2 separate regions of the Lactuca sativa genome follow, and region 1 is linked to region 2. Evidence: chromatin contacts called from public Hi-C data. All regions are on one chromosome and are shown on one strand. Each heading gives the region's core, a stretch centred on a gene start, on an enhancer-like site or on the middle of the called end of the contact. The rest is flanking DNA. Distances are from core to core; before and after follow the strand shown.

Region 1 (3,518 bases), core at 392-2,891, 170 kb before region 2:
CGGATTCTGCTTCTCCTTGTACGTATTCAAAAAAAGATTTCTTTGCTTCTTCTTCTTTGGGTATGTAGTATCCATATGCGTATGTCCATTTAAGAACTCGTCTACATTCCACTATTTGTAACCACGCGTCTATGATGAAATGTAGTTGTGATTCTGGTTGACAGAAATTCAAGCTCAGTGTTTTGATATGGATTTCATCGATTCTATGCATGTCTGAAAGTGCTTGTTTTCTTGATTTTTCATTTGCAGCCCATCGTTCGTAGTAATGTGTGTATCTTTCTATTGCTTTTTTAGCTAACTCTCTTTGTCGTTCAGATTCGGGAATTAGTCCACCTTCTTGGGATTTCGTATATCGATTGCATGCTCTTCCATCGTGTCCTACATATGGGCCAAGACATAGCCAACAGAACTCGAATCCACATGGAGGTCTGCAAGTCATGTGCATACAACCATGGTTCTTTTCAATTGATCGTTTGCATTTCGGACATGGCTTTGTGTATGCGAGGATCCAGTTTGTGTTTTCAGCTTCGGTGCTGTTTTTGAGAACCCATTTAGCTACGGTTTCACAACCTAGAGGACGATGAGCGTCTTCCATACACTTCCAGCAGAAAGTATGCTTACAGAGACAAGAAACATCGTAGTTACCAGTTTCGGAATCATCGTTGAATTCTACAGCGTAATCGCAGCCTGGACCAGTGCACCATTTGATCTTCTCGTTGCTCTCGACATAAGACATGAGAAGAAAACGGGCGTATCTTTTCTTTTTGTTCGCCGGAGCCAACGCTTTGACCATGTCCGGACCAACAGCAGCGTCACAAGAAGGTTCGGGACACTTTAGAGTTAAGCATCCAGGGCCGTCGTCGATGGCGGTGCAAACGTAAGCCGTCCAACACGTCTTACAGAATTGATGATCGCATCCACATGTCGCAGTGTTACGCTTTCTAATCGATTCAAAACAAATCCCACAATCGACAAATTCTTTACCTGATTGAGGGAACTTAATAGCCGGATCAACGTCCGGTAAACCAACAAATCTGCGAACTTTATCTTCGTCTTCAAACCAAGCTTCGTGAACACTATTCACAATCCAATTATAACGCAGCAACAGCAGGCACGCAGTATCTCTCGGGATCATCGGTAGAACCGCGATAACCCTAGTGATGTCTTCTTCTTGACGCTGAAAGAGGTCCTCTTCTTTCAGTATCACATAGCTTTTCTTGCTAGTACAACTTACGCTATTGATCAGAACATTGGAATCATCGGCTCCATCATCTACATCAATGCCATCATCACCATCGTTATAATCGTCGCCAGTATAGTCATCATCGAAGTAATCTTCATCATCAGAAAAAACAGGGGATGCATATCGCAAAAGAGCAGGATCAAGGTCGGAATCCATGGGTTGCATGGAGGAAAACGATGAAATTGTAAATAAATAATTAGTTTATACTAAAATTGAGGGCGATCGGAATCGATCGAGTTGAGATTGATCAGGAGAATTTAGGGTTTAAGAAGGAGTGTTCGAGTGACGAAGATAGCGAAATAATTGGGGATTCTTGGAGGTTAATTTACAGAATTTATCGGAGAAAGTGAAGACCAAGACTTTTAACTTTTAAGGTTTGATGTAACTTCGATTTTTGGGCCAAGTGGCCCAAAACTGAATGGTATATATGTTGTAAAATTGGTCTCGATTAATATAGTAAAAGTATAACAAATTATTGGAAAAATTATTTTATTATTAAATTGTACTCGAACATTCATGTGGATTATGTTGACATCTAGTAGTCATGTTCAAATGCATAAGAGACATATGTTGTAGTGCATGACATCGCATACATTATGCATTTTATGAAATAATCGTAACGATTACATCATAAATTTGACCTCATCGGCTATGGTCGGACAACGATATTTACTTAGGACTATCTTATTTTGTATTGGTAAGGTTTCACATATGAAATCTTTCACCATCAATCATTTCAAGATTTTGTCAATATATATACTAGTAGTGTACTATACAAATAAGGCTCTCACTCCGACAAACTTCATTAATAATCGAGTTGGAAAAGATAAACAAAGTTGAGGCAGATCTGAGTAATTAACATCGATCCCAAGACAGAACATGAACGCCCAAAACATCCCCGTCTTCCAGCATAGATCGTACACCACCACGATTACCTGCAAAACACACACACATGATAGAAGCACATAAATCATACATGGTCACAAACACTATTTAATTATCTCAAAAGCTCCCATACACTCTTGCATATACACACCTAACTTAATTGTCGGTTACAAGGAGTGTAACCCCAAGATAACCCCCAATAATTATATCTTGCCTAGTGTTTCCTTTTGTGGTCATTAGATGTTGTAGCATTTCTCTATTGGGTTATGATGGCTTATGATGTGCGAAAATCAAAATGAGACCCCATATTTTATTTATTTATTTGTAAAATATTATTAAATAATTTTGCTATCACTAAATTTAAAAATTAAATTTGCTAGCAAACATATTGTAAATTTACTAACACAATATTATATTTTCACTCATTAATAATAAGTTGTAACTGTTACAAGAAATTTTCAAAAAAAAAAAAAAGTCAGTGGATTGCTATTTTCTAAACATCGATATTCTAGTATTTTTAGAAGCAAGTTCATCTATTACACTTTCATAATCAATATTATCAAGAAATATGTTTCAACTTAAATTAAAGCTAAAGTGTTTAATATCTTTTGAGACATGGTCGATTGTAAATAAGATTTTAAAAGTTTTAATTTTGAACAACTTCTTTCCAATTATGCAACTGTAATGGGAACAATCAACAATATTATGTATGATAGATAAGAAACTGGATAAGTGTTTATCATTTTTAAAAGATTTAGTATTCCATTAGCTATATTATCTTCATCTGGTAAATATTTATTTTTAACAATTTGAGTTCGTTAGATAAATCATCAACATCGATGTCTAAGATATGGCCATTTGCAACCTCTTTTCAAGATTTTTGCAACCTGCTTTTAACATAGTAGTATTCATTGATTTCAACTTTTTTGTTGTGAATAAAAAACCAAAAATATCTTCGAATTGTTTTTATTGTTCAAAACTTCACTTCAATGAACCAATAGTTTGATCAACTATGTACACAAAATACTAAATCATGAATGACTCTTCAGGTGAAAGTTCATATACCAGTTCTGATGACCCAACACCATTCTCATCAAAATGTACTTTTTATATTCTTATTTAATTATTTTCCTCAACAAACATCGGATCAACGCCTAAATCAGAATTCATAGCTCTTGCACAATCCAAAACCGTCTCAAACCCATTCCCTCGGTAGTCTTTAAAGAAACTCAATAAGTGCTCCCACACTACTCATTGCTTCATCAATACGCATCGTCTCAGATTGAAGTTGTTTGTTCAGGTTATTTACTTTAGACAATATATGATACCATATAACCATACCAATTATAAAGTCAAATCTACCAAGTTCATACTCTGCTAGACAAGTAGC
Region 2 (3,342 bases), core at 784-3,283:
TTTATGAAAATAATATTTTAACAATTAATTGGGAAATTATTATTTCTAGGAAATGATAATAAAATAGAACAAAACTACTTATATTCATAAGGTATAGATATATATGTTATGTAAAAATTAAATGGGCACTTTGAGTAATCATTTACTTCATATTCAACTAGCTAGTTTGTAAGATATGCAGCACACTCTTGGTTTGTGCTTACACACTCAAACCGTCAACCTCATGAAAGAGATTAGTGATTTTGTGTTGTCTTCTTCTTTCGTTCCGTACAATCTTACAAAGTATGGCTTATGCATTAAATGAAAGTATAGACTTCACCACATACATGCAAGTATATAACGACTCATATGTTAAGAAAAAGAGCTAGTTTTTCTTCTTATTTGCTCCTTAAAGCGTAGCTTTTAGGAGTTCTCCCCCTCTCTCTTACTTGCAATTTGGTGCATGTTTTGATTAGTTATAAGTTGATTCTCCTTAAGACTTGTTTGATATATGTATTAAGGCTTAAGAACAACTTAATACAAATGCATGATATCATGTTTTAGTAGTTGATCATTGGTTGATGAATACTTATAAAGAAGCTCTACTTTAAGTTGTTTGTCACCTTCATCAACTTCCAACATTCCGAAAGAAATCAACGTCTTCAAAGGTTGTTGTTTCTTTTTCCTTCTATGGTTATTTTAATCTTTCAATGTTTTGCAAAATGATTATTAGTGAGTTAAAATAATTGTAAGTTTATTCAAATTTTAAAATGTTTTCGTTGCTAATCTCTTAGTTGTAACTATTTAATCAAAATATTTTCGAATAAATCCCAACAAATATGTTATGTCACGAGTCAAGTAAATTCTCGTTAAGAAACATACAAAAAACATAGCAATTCATGAACATTTTGTAAATTTTTTTCCTTTCATAATAATTCAATCCGTGGCAAAAGCATGTGTCATGAAATATAATAATTGTAACATGTGTCCAAGTTGAAAACTCTCCAAAGATTTCAAAAGTTTGTTGTTGTTAACACCCGGAATTGATTTTTATATCACTAAAATCATCCCAATGTTAACATTACACCATTAGATTTGGTGTAGAAGTGTAAAAGCTCATCCCAAACAAAATCATCACATTTGTTGTAATGTTTTATAAGTTTGTTAACTAGCTTTTGAAAGTTTTTTTTCCAGAAAAAACGCCAATTAAAAAAAAATCGTTTGGAGTTATAGGTTCAAAGCTTTTTATTTTAAACAAAAAATTGTTTATACAAAAACTTTCAAAAGGTATAGATATGTAGGTTAAAAATTACAAATAAAAACTGTGATAATTAATTTTTACGTTTGGATAAACCGCATTCAATCAGGATTTGTGAGAATTTATGTTAGAATTAAAAATGTGATAATTAGTTTTATAATTAATTATTCCTTTTTTCATTATTTTATACATATAATATAATAATAATAATAATAATAATAATAATAATAATCATAGTTGTCAAAATCGCGATCCTGATCGTAGGATCGTACGATCCTACGATCCTAGGTATGAAAAACGATCCGGATCGTAAAAGGATCGTATTTGGAGTAGGATCGCAGGTAAGATCGTAAGATCGTAGGTAGGATCGTAGGATCGAGATCCGATCCGATCCTACCTTCCTTTGATTTTTTTTTTTTTTTTTTTTTTTTTTTTTTTTTTTTTTGCAAATGAAATTTTTTTTACCACTTTATGTCTTTTATCCTTTACCAATCTACCATTTATCATTTTTTTATTGTGACTTATGACTAATATTTTGAAGTTTTTATAACTTTTCAATGAAAAACTAAATGTTTGAAATAGTTTTCATGATTAAATATTATAAATTAAAATTATATTCTATTTTGTGGGATCTTAGGATCTCGATCCTGATCTTACGATCCCGATCTTGCAAACCCAAAATCGATCCTAGGTAGGATCCCGATCTTGACAACCTTGATAATAATAATAATAATAATAATAAAGTTCGAATATCATAATGAGAACTTTTCGGTATAAAAGCGATGTTTTCAGCCTAGGTTTGTTAACCATAAAATTCCACCATCACACCCACATAAAACCCCACCACATCTTCTCCCATAATAGAATCTCCCAACACTCGAACCAATAACCCATCGTCCACCCCCATTTCCAACTCCGGCCACCACTCCATGCCTTCCGACCATCACCAGCAGTTACTCGATTCCGACGACCGAGAAACCTCCTACGACCAAACTGAGAAAATCCACATCGTCGGAGTAGATGACAACGATGATGACTACATCAACGCAACGCCGCCGTTCTCATGGAGGAAGTTATGGCTGTTCACCGGACCTGGTTTCTTAATGAGCATAGCGTTCTTGGATCCGGGTAACTTGGAGGGTGATCTTCAGGCGGGTGCGATTGCAGGGTACTCATTGTTATGGTTGCTTTTGTGGGCGACTGCTATCGGACTTCTTGTTCAACTTCTTTCGGCTCGACTCGGTGTCGCCACCGGAAGACACTTGGCGGAGCTGTGTAGGGAGGAGTACCCGAACTGGGCGGGGAAGTTGTTGTGGATCATGGCGGAGCTTGCTCTGATCGGAGCTGATATTCAAGAAGTTATCGGAAGTGCAATTGCTCTCAAGATTTTGACAAATGGGTATTTGCCCCTTTGGGCTGGTGTTCTCATAACTGCCTTCGATTGGTAAAATTTTATCCTTTTTTCAACTTGTTCATATTTGGTAGTATCTTAATTCAATTCAAGTGATTCAATTTAAGTGAATTTGCCAAAATATTGTCAAAGAAATAAAGATTTAATCTTTTCTTTGGTAATGCCTCTTTAACGCCATGTTCTTGAGTAAAGAAAGCTTCTTGAAACTTGAAAATTGTCATCTTTCTAGGTTGTCATTTTAGATTTGGCTTCTGGGATCTTTCAGAAAATAAAAAATTCGATTTGGGTGCTCCTCAAATTATGATTTTGTTTCGGGGTTTTTTCGTAATTGGTTCTTTGGATGAAGATTTAGGATTCTTGCTCTTAATTGTGCAATAAAGATGGCTACTTTATCTTGCATTTTGTGATGGTTTGTTTTAGGGTTTGTCAAATCACTATTTCGATTAATTTCTTTTCTTCTCTTTCGATCTTGATTGCAGTTTCATCTTTCTATTTCTTGAAAACTATGGCGTAAGGAAGTTAGAGGCCCTTTTCGCAGTTCTCATCGCAGTAATGGCGATTTCCTTCGCATGGATGTTCGGTGAAACGAAACCCGATGCCAAAGAGCTTCTCATTGGTATAAAATTTCTTTCATTTTTTCCATCTTCTTTCAAAAAAAACCCCTCAATTTTCATGTTTTTTCTTTTAATTTCCT

What was found. A called contact is a pair of places that touch in the nucleus more often than the background predicts.
Region 1: a contact with region 2 is called in a Hi-C map of leaf, with 6 times the contacts expected there. The contact joins the promoter of LOC111896363 here to the promoter of LOC111896352 in region 2. A contact is called at or near these places in 3 of 4 Hi-C or Micro-C datasets (leaf and seed).

The regions. Positions count from the first base shown.
Region 1 is chr4:354,649,437-354,652,954 of Lsat_Salinas_v11, reverse strand. It overlaps LOC111896363 (probable E3 ubiquitin-protein ligase ARI8), which reads right to left and starts at 1,641. Exons shown (of 1, transcript XM_023892368.3): 1 at 1-1,641. The coding sequence starts at 1,408.
Region 2 is chr4:354,478,228-354,481,569 of Lsat_Salinas_v11, reverse strand. LOC111896352 (metal transporter Nramp3) reads left to right here and starts at 2,033. Exons shown (of 4, transcript XM_023892357.3): 1 at 2,033-2,681; 2 at 3,128-3,264. The coding sequence starts at 2,167.